Regions from separate parts of the Sus scrofa genome. Here region 1 is linked to region 2. The links are chromatin contacts, called in public HiChIP or PLAC-seq maps. All regions are on one chromosome and are shown on one strand. The core of a region is the stretch at or near the end of the contact, and the rest is flanking DNA. Distances in the headings are between cores, read along the strand shown.

What was found. HiChIP or PLAC-seq counts read pairs in DNA pulled down with a chosen protein or histone mark.
Region 1: an H3K27ac HiChIP or PLAC-seq map of alveolar macrophages shows a contact between it and region 2. The contact joins the promoter of EDEM1 here to the promoter of ARL8B in region 2. A contact is called at or near these places in 2 of 5 promoter capture datasets (fetal liver and liver), 23 of 47 Hi-C or Micro-C datasets (alveolar macrophages, blood, embryonic fibroblasts and 12 more) and 2 of 2 datasets of contacts at active chromatin or transcription factors (alveolar macrophages and skeletal muscle).

The regions. Positions count from the first base shown.
Region 1 is chr13:61,702,225-61,707,247 of Sscrofa11.1, reverse strand. It overlaps EDEM1 (ER degradation-enhancing alpha-mannosidase-like protein 1), which reads right to left and starts at 3,647. Exons shown (of 11, transcript XM_021069286.1): 1 at 3,003-3,647. The coding sequence starts at 3,521.
Region 2 is chr13:61,637,349-61,642,626 of Sscrofa11.1, reverse strand. ARL8B (ADP ribosylation factor like GTPase 8B) reads right to left here and starts at 1,944. Exons shown (of 8, transcript NM_001252214.1): 1 at 1,660-1,944. The coding sequence starts at 1,782.

The sequences.
Region 1 (5,023 bases), core at 2,398-4,897, 63 kb before region 2:
AAGAACAATATGGCTGGGGAGAAAGCAAAGAAGGATCATGCGCCCAAGGTCTGAACTAATATTATTCACAAGATTGCAAAATGTTAACATCCAAATTTACTTGAAGAAACTTTTGAATTTCGATCCTCCAACCCAAATTGGGGATGTGAAAGGAACAGAATTTGCATAGTGATATAAAGCTGGGCAGAAAGATTTGCTATTTTTAAAATGTGCTCAGGTTTTATCTACTTCATGTAAATACTCCTTATCTTACCTCCAGTCAAACAAAAGAGGCAAGAGAAGCCTCAAGTAAATGTGACTACAAAGAAAAGACACACAAGTTTAGTGCTTATATTTTGCTTGTGTACCTTTCACCTAATATTCTTATGGTCATGCCACTCTGGTTTTTCAAACAAATCACTGAAATACACTTGATAACCATCATTAGAATACCTTTGATTAAAATAAGTATCTGAGGAGTTCCCTTCATGGCTCAGCAGTTAAACCCGACTAGGATCCCTGAGGATTTGGGTTGGATCCCTGGCCTCCTCACTCAGTGGATTAAGGATCTGGCATTGCCATAAGCTCTGGTGTAGGTTGCAGATGTGGCATGGATCCCCTCAAGTTGCTATGGCTGTGGTATAGACCTGCAGTTGTAACTCCAATTGGACCCCTAGCCTGGGAACCTCCATATGCAGTGGGTGCAGCCCAAAGAAGCGAAATAAATAAATAAATATCTGAAAGAATTTTCATTACTGGTTGCTTATTTCAGGGGACGTAAGTGTGCCAGAATGACAAAACTCTGGTTCTAAACTTGCCTTGAAAATACTGAAGTCTGAGAGGAATTAAGTTAAAGGAAAAGGAGCAAGAAAAATTAACTTTCCAGTCTTTTCAAGTGGCCACTATGAGGATCTAGTCAAGGCCGCTATAACCCCAGAGTTCTTTTACCTTCTGAAAGACACCAAGGTTTACCAGCCACAAGGGTGATTATTACCTGTGGGCACAACCCTTTCCAAATGCATCGCCTCAGTCTTTCCACTTCCAACTTTCCAACAGCAGCATATCTGCTCAAAGCACCCTGACCTCAACTTACCAAGATTGTCACTTAACAGTCAAACCAAACCACACCTCAGCAGTCATCATCCTGAAGCAAAGCCCCACCAGCAACTACCACAGGGCCCCAGCAAGCTAGCCAGGGCCACCTCACCCTGCTGGAGGGAGGCTCCAACTCTGCAGAGAGTTCTCAAAGTTTATTAGGAAAAGCATTAAAATGTCATAAACTCACTCCCAGACCATCATATTCTCAATAGAAAGTGTTATCACAAGTCCTCCTTAAATGGTTCTCCTTAGGTCTATGCCATAAAAGGAAGCCTGAGAAAAAAATCTGTGAGGGAGAACAACTCAGTGTGTTTGCTCTTGCAGTACCATGAGCACTGGTGAGAAAATAAAATTAAGATCCGAAATACGTACACACACTTTGATTTCAACTACATTAAAAGTGTGCAGGCATCTGGGCAGGAGTTGGCAGGAAAAATAAATTAAAAATAACTGCCTGGTGGGATTTTAGGCTTTTTTTTTTTTTTTTAATTTTAACTTTTTTCCCCAAAAAACTGAGATCAAAAGAAAACACCTGGTGCTGCGGGAGAGGCCCTAGAAAAGGCAAAAAGGCAAAAAGACAAAAAAAAAAAAAGAAAGAAAGAAAACACATGGGTATAAAGTCTGGTATAGTTAAGCTAATTAGGGAAAACAACTCAATTTCATACAATATGAAAAGGCCCAGTAATTTTTTCCAAAATTTAATAAAAATTTTTCTCAAAAAAATTGATTGAAAATATATTTATACATATGGCCAGTTATACATTTAAACTATATCAACCTTTACACGTAAAGTGAAACACGAAAAGTACCTCAACAGTTTCCTACAATTTTAGAAAGACCCAGTCCTTTTAAGTTAACCTGCCCTGTGCCCTCATGCTCTCAAATTGAAATTTATGACATGAGTTTGTAGATAATAAAACCATTTTTAAAGCTCTTCTGCCTCCTTTACTCTATGGGCTTCCTTTTTAGAACCTGAGAAGTGGCCTTTGCTGCTTTTCACCAGGTGAAGGAAAACACAGGGCTCACTGTCAAAAGGGGCCAAGCAACGGACTCCTCCACTCCCGCCTGAGAGGAGGAACCCAGGGGAAGACAGTCACCTATCCAGCCATCAGGGTCAGTCAGAGCACACCGGTTCCCTCCAGCCAGGAGGTCCTCAGCTGGGTGTGCTGTCCTCTTGGACTCTGAAGTCAACAGCAATGACCCTTGAAGCTCACTCTGCAAACAAGCCTGATCCAAGGACAGGACTGGTCCACCTTTCCTGACAGCCCTGCCACCAGACCGGGGAGAACCTGCAGGACAGACCCTACAGTAAGGCAAAGGAATCCCATCCTGAGCATCAGGAACCCAAATGTAGGCCTCACAGCCTCCCTCCCTTCCACCTAACCATCCTCAGCCTAAAAAGCAGCCTCTGTGATGAAGGAGAAAGATTGTAGCCCTGCTCTGCCTCAGATTCACTGCCTGGCTTTAGAAGTCCCTTCCCGGGATCAACTTCTGAATTTATATATTTCTATACAGAAAAGTGGGGAGTAGGCTAGGTGGGGGAAGGTAAGGGCTAGTTCTGAAGCTACATTTACAAGGGATTTCATCTTGATTTTATGTTCACCTGGAGAAAGGGTGAAGATGGGAGTTTAAGGTCCCCCCAAGTCACCCCTTGGTACTGCTACTGTGCCCTCTGTTCTCTGAGCCTCAGTTTTCCCATCTGTAAAAGAGATTGCGCAGACAGCAGTCCAGTAACTCGGATTCCGGAAGAATCAGGACAGAGGGCAGACATCGGCCCTTCCACTTACCCCCAAGCCCCCATCACCCTAAACACCCCGGCACCCTTAGGGGGACCCAGAGGACGGACGGCAGCACCCACCCCCGGGGTCGGAAGGAAGTGCGTGCGGTGAGCGGTCCCGGGCGTCCGGCCGGCGCGGGGTACTCACGGGTCCCCGCGGTCCGGCCCTCGGCCGCGGCAGTGGATGGGGTTGAGCTCGTCCTGGGGAAAGGCGTGCGCCATGTAATTGTCGTAGCCGAAGACGAACATGCCTCGCGCCAGGTCGCGCATCTGTGCGCGCAGCTGAGGCGGGAAGGCACCACTGTAGCGCTTCTCGTACTCGTCCCGGCCGCGGTCCCGGCCGCCCAGCACGTAGCCCCAGTGGGCCGGGCCACACACACCCGGCCCTGGCCGCCGCGGAGCCCGCCGCCGCCCCGCAGACGCTGCCGCCGCCGCCGCCGCGGGAACCGGCGGCTGCAGCCACGACGGCCCCCCAGGCGTCCCCGGCCTGCCCGCGGGCCCCGAGGCAAGAGACGCGGGGCCGTCGGAGCCCCTCAGGCGGTGGAAGCCGAAGCTGAGCGGGAAGCGCTGGTAGAAGCCCATGCTGGGCCCCAGCCCGAAGACAAGCCACAGCACTCCATGGAGGCCAAGCCGGAGGAGCACCAGCCCCAGGACGAGCGCTCGCCATTGCATGGTCGCGCGGGCGCCGCGGGCATTATTTTAAAACGCTGGGGACCTTCCCCGCCGACCACCGCACCCCACGTCCGCCTCGTAGCCCCGCTCACTTCCCCTTTAAGGAACTTCCCCGTGACGCACCAGGAACTGGCCCATTGTCCCCCACCCCCAGCATTCCGGGCCCAGCCGGCCAGGCCCCGCATTCGCCCGCCCAGTCGCCCGGATTGGCCCGGCCCCGGCCCGGCCTCGCTGTGCGAGGCGTGGGACTCCCTCAGGCGCCATAGGCCACCTGGTTGCCCCCAACGCCACGAGGCCCCGCCCCGTCCTTTCGGCCCCGCCCCCAGGGCGGTCCGGAGTCGGCTGGGCTGGCGTGGCGAGTAGGAGCAGCTCGGGCTCCGGAGGAGGGAACTTCCAGCCAATGGGAGCGCGGCACGGAACCTGCAGCTGAAGGCTGGACAGGGACGTGGCCCAGGACCCGCCCCGCTCCAGTAGAACCGGCTCCGCGCTGGGACCGGAGCTGTATGTTAGGGACGGTAACAATTAAGACATAAGGAACAAGGAACGAAAAAAGGACATTTCTATATAAGGCAGCTACTTTGGCATACCAAGGGCAAGTTTTTTTTACATGGTGGGGGGTGGATGTTGCCGTAAAACGTTATCTTGAATTACTTTTATTAAAACACCCTAATTTGTTTTCTTTTAACTTAAAATTTGAACCCTTTTTATTAAAACGCCCTAACTTGTAAGAAGCGCTCACGGTGACTGTAAAATACACATTCCCAGGTCCTGTCCTAGACCTATAGATAGAGGGCCCGGGCAATGTGTCTAACAAATACGCTTCGGCAATTCTTAGTATCCGACAATTCCAGGAAATACTGAGTTAGGTTGAGTTGCCTTTGTCTCAGAAATACGACTATTTTTAAAAAAAGATACAGAAGAAAAATGCAGGGGGGAGGAGTCAAGGCTGCTTGCCGCCACCACCGATTATTTTTACCAGATCTATTCAATCATATCACCATCTCTCCTGTGCACTGTAGCAGTGACCTAACCTTTGACGTGTGGGATAGGTTCCTGGTCAAATCACTTTACCTCTTAGTATCTACTTACCATAATAAGCAAGGTTGAAAATGTCAGCTCTGAAGGGCTATTGCTTTCATGTAATGGCTCAACGGTTTGGGGGTTTTGTTTTCTTTTGTTTGCCGCATTTGGAAATGTCTGCTAAGATTTGCCCTCCTTAAGTTTAGACCATGTGCCTATTATACTGAGGTTCCTGAAAAGCTCAGGAAGCAAGACCTGATGAGTGGCTCAAGCCAGACTGGCAGAATAACCAAGGGAGTGACTAAGAAGATGACAGAGTAGTCATGTGGCACATTCTCAGGGTCAGAAGACTTTTAGCAATACAGAGGAGGTATAATGGAGACTCCCTGAGAAGGAGCCTGAAGAAACATGATTGTAACACAGGTGGCTGGCACATAGTAAGACCCTTTTTGTTGATTGACCCTTATTCCTGTCCAA
Region 2 (5,278 bases), core at 695-3,194:
TAGGATTTCAAGGAGATGCCAATTCTTATCTCAAAGGACTATCAGAAAATTTACAGCTAAATGAGCTCAACTGCATTCAAGCTGATCTTTTCTATATCACATAAAAGTTTGAATATGGACACTTAGCCCGAAGTTTTTCGTTATTAGTTTTTAGTGGTATCAAATACACATTCCATTTTTCTTGGCCTGTTAAAAAGAAAGTCATCTCAAGATACCCCCACCAAAAAGAGCCAAACAAGTAGCAAATGTTCTTTTTTTATTTTTATATGCAACATTCCTCAAAGGAAGTTTGTATTTCTGCTAATCTCTATCTCTCCAAGTCTTATTCATTCCTGTTGCTCTAAAACTGCAAGGACTAAGATCACAAGTTACACAAGCTGGTGTGTTCTCCAACAACGGAGGTATACTTGAATCATTCCTGTAACCAAACCAGTTGGACAGCTAGTCTCCTATTAAATAAGGATTGCACCCATCAGCTAAAGGGTGGAGGAACTACTGCCATCTCTCTTTGAAATGGCTCTAAAGTTCATCCCAGACAAGCACAAGCCCCTATCAGCGAAGACTGAGTCACAGGAACTCCTGGGCTCTAAATAAAGATTGAGGAGACTCTGTCGCGCTTATTCCTTCCCCAGCCAACCAAACAGGCAAAATTTAATCATCCTCTTTCCCCTCAACCACTGCTGAACAAACACCACATAGTATAGAGGTTCGCAGGGCAATTTCCCCTCCCAGATACCCATTCCCTGGGCGTCGAATAAACTCTGTTCCCATCCAGTCCCTTTCTCTCTCTTCAGTTAAGAAACACCATCACAAAACACCAACTCCTCTTTTTCAAAGTAGTTAACTTTACGCTGCCTGCAGATCCGTCTTATCCCGTACGTGAGAACTCTAGAAAAGCAGAGATTCCCCCAACTCCTTGATTTAATAAAAGCTGTACACTTGTAAGTCAACTGTACTTCAATTTAGAAATAAATGATAAATAAAATAAAAGCTGTCCACCACTGGGAAATGTCTCTCCCCAGCTTCCACCCGCCAGCGCAGCGCAATCAACTGGATCTTGGCCCCTAGGGGAACCGGTGAAAGCCAGTAACCGAATTACAGGGGACGGGCTGCCCACAGAATTCAGGAAGAAGCCCACACTGGTCCCGCGCGTTCCTCACAATGGGGCTCCTCGTCCCGAGTGGCTAGTTGAGAAAGGATCTCAATTTGTATGCATGCCTTCTCACGGAACAGCGAAACTCGCCACATCCCACCCTTCGGGAAAGTGACAAGCTGGAGTTAACCCTTCCGCCGCCCCTACAGATCAAACCCTAAGGAAACCCCCATCCCCCAAAGCGCCTTAAACACAAGTCCAATTCTAACCTTTCCAAGCCCAGGCGCCGATGAGGACGCGACGCTTCGAAGATGACCAAATGGAATTAACCCTTCAGCTGCCGACCCCAACACTCCACTTCATCTACCAACACGCGGGAAAACTCTAAATCTTGGCCCTCGGGGAGGTGACAGGCACGGCGTGCGCTGCACCGCACCCCACCCCCCCGCCGCCCCACATTACCTAGAGCTCCGCCGCGCGGAGGGGACCCCAGGACAGGCCCTTGGGCGGCTGCCGGGCGGACTCGCGGGCTTCTGCGCCCCGGGCGGGTTAGCAAGAGCACTCACCGCGATGACATTGACGAAAGTGGTCTTGCCCGAGTACTGCAGCCCCACGAGCGTCAGCTCCATCTCCTCCTTCCAAAAGAGCGAGCGGAACCAGTCCAGCAGGCGGGAGATGAGCGCCAGCATGATGGCGGTCGGGAGGGAAGACTGATGGGCAAGCGGGTGGGCAGCTGCGGCGACGAACTCCACACGAGCGGGCCTTGGCCCGGACCCCCCGCAACGGCTCCTCGGGGCCCCGGCGCGACGCTGGCGGACACAGGCGGGCGGCGACAGCAGAAGCCAGGAAGCCGAGCAGGTCATATGACTCGCCCTACCCCCAACGCGCGTCCCGGCGCCGCTGTAGGCATACACGGCAAGAGCGGCGGGGCCCGCAAGGCCAGGCGCGTGCGCCGCCTGCAGCGCCACCTGCTGAGACCTCCGCGCAGCAACGCCCTCCGGCCTTGGGCTCCCTTTCTACCACCCTCCTTAGCTAATTAATGCAGGTCAATTCACCACTCATTCTCTCTGTGATTGTTTATTTACAGTTAGCTACATGCAGAAAGACTTCACGACTTTGGAGGATTCAACACGAAAATCCCTGTCCTACAGAGCAAAAGATGGAAGCCACAAGTGTTTATCAGTAGGGAAGTGATTAAATAAACTCTGGTAAGTTCTCAAAAGGGACTAATTTAACAGCTATTAAAAAAAAAATAAAAATGAGGACTTCGCGTCATGGCGCAGTGGAAACAAATCCGACTAGGAACCATGAGGTTGCGGGTTGGATCCATGGCCTTGCTCAGAGATTTAAGGATCTGGTGTTGCTGTGAGCTGTGGTGTAAGTTGTAGACTTGGTTGGGAGCCTGTGTTGCGTTGCTGTGGCAGAGGCCCGCAGCTACAGCTCCGATTCAACCCCTAGACTCGGAACCTCCATATGTCACAGGTGCAGCCCTAAAAAGCAAAAAAAAAAAAAAAAAAAAAAGAATGATAAGCAGTGCTTCCTTGCCTGCCCGTTTGTACCTCCCACAAGCGTCATATCATAGTAAATCTATTTCTTGCCTATCAATAAATAAATAATAAAAATTTAAAAAGAATGAGAAAGTTCTGTATAAACTGATAAGAAATAATGTCCAGGAAATATTTTAAAGGAACATGAATGCAAGATGTCAACTATATATTAAATGACACTTTGGGTATAAGATGAAAAACAACAATATACATGTATATGTACAAATACATATATCTTTGCATAAAGAAATATTCAAAAACTAATAAAAATGATTTTATGGGGGGAAGGGGAAACTGGATGGTCATAGGCAGGAATGGAATGAGAAGTCTCTGAATATCTTTTATATAGTTTTCACTTTCAACCATGTAAATGAGTTGCCTGTTCAAAAGTTTAATTTAATTAAAAATTACATTAAAATATCTGCAAGGCTTTCAAATTAAAAGAAAATTCCTTCCCTGAGGAGCTTACATTCCAGATAAGTAAAAGATATAATACCATGCATACAACAAAGTGATTCAGTTTTATATATATACATATGTATGTGTATATATATATTATTCAGATTCTTGTAAATCAACTGTACTTCAATAAAAAATAAAATAATTTTTTTCTTTTTTTTGTCTTTTTAGGGCCATACGTGCGGCATATAGAGGTTCCCAGGCTAGGGGTCTAATCGGAGCTGTAGCTGCCAGCCTACACCAGAGCCACAGCAATGCAGGATCCCAGCCACATCTGCGACCTATACCACAGCTCACGGCAATGCAGATCCTTAACCCACTGAGCAAAGCCAGTGATTGAACCCGCAACCTCATGGTTCCTAGTTGGATTCGTTAACCACTGAGCCACCATGGGAACTCCCCAAAATTAAAAAAATTTAAAAGATACAATGCCATGTAGTACTGAGCATTATAAAGAAAACTGAACAAGAGAAGGATACAGGAGTGGCCCCTGTTTTAGTCAGGGTCAAAGTAGTTCCCTCAGAGAAGGAGGGCTTGGATGGGAAAACCTGAGAATGTGAGAAGCAGAGCAAGGCACACAGAAAGAAAAGCAAAGGCTCCAGAGGAGAAAGGTGTTCTAGGAAGAGAAAGACAGTGTGGTTAGTCCAGGTTAATAACAGAGGGAGTTGAAAGGAATACGGATGGAGAGAGAGTCAGGGACCTGAGGAAGTAAGGCTTGGTGGCCGTAGATCAAATTTTACTCTCACTGTGATGGGGAACTGGGAAAGTGAACCAATTTGTATTTTTAAAGGTTTGCTCAGGAGGGAGTTCCCTTTGTGGCTCAGCAGAAATGAATATGACTAGCATCCCATGAGGATGCAGGTTTAATCCCTGGCCTTGCTCAGTGGATTAAGATCTAGCATTGCTGTGAGAGTGTCTCAGATCCCACATGGCTGTGACTATGGTATAGGCCAGTGGCTACAGCTCCAACTTGAACCCCAGCCTGGGAACTTCCATATGCTGTGGGTGAAACCCTAAAAAGACAAAAAATAAAATAAAAATTAAAAGAATAAAAATAAAAGTTCACTCAGACAGCTCCTTGAAGAACTAGGTGTAGGAAGTCAAAATGGGTTGAATCCCCCCCCAACCCCCACACACACACTCAAGATAACTTGGAGTTCTAAACCCCCAGTACCTCAGAATGTGACCTTCTTTGGAAATAGGGCCACTGTAGATGTTATCAGTTTAGATGGTCTTAGTGGAGTATGGTTCGCCCTTCATCCAAAATGATTGGTGCCCTTAAAGGAAGAGGAGAAGATACAGACACCAGAAAGGAGAGATCCATGGGTCAACAGAGGCTGAGGCTGCAGTGTTGCACCTGCAAGCCAGGGAATGTCAAGGAACTGCAGCAAACCACCGGGAGTTGTTGAAGCAGGCTGAAACGGATGCTCCATCACAGCCTCAGAAGGAACCAGCCTTGCAACACCTTAGATCTTGAAGTTCTGCTCTAGGACCATGAGACAATACATTTCTGTGGTTTTAAGCCACCCAGTTTGTGATCCTTTGATACAGCAGGCCTACCGAGTTAATAGAGAGAGAAAGAGCAGCAGTAGTGAGATGGGTCAGGAAGCTATTACACTAGTACAAGGGAGTAATGATGGTAGCTGGGCCCACAACTTGGGACATGCTTAGGTGTCAGCCCCCATGGAGCTTCCGTTCTGGTGGGAAAGACAATGGACAAATAAAGAAATACACTAATTTCAAAGTGAAATATTGAACATTACTCAACATTTACACTGACCATAACTCCCCCTCTTTTTTACTATCAAATCTAGTTTTAATTTTCTATAACAAGTCTTTCTGCCCTCCAACCCATACACCCCTACTGTACCCAGGGTATCGGTAAGAGTGCAGGCCTCCCCTCTTCCCCTTGAGGCCAAGGTATTGGCAGTAGCAGCAGCCCCTTGATGAGAGGCCTCAGGGCAGTCCTTAGGCTCCTCTCTTCCCCAGAGAGCCAGTTTTTAGACAATTACCAGCACACCACTGAGAGTACCAAATACATAGCGTTAAAATGAGATTAAATAAAACAATGGTAAATTAGATTAAGTAAGGTAATGACAAGCATGATATAGTTATTGTATATACTGTTCATAGTTAGAATAGCTGATTCTGATGCCAGCTTCTCTACCTTTCAGCTGTA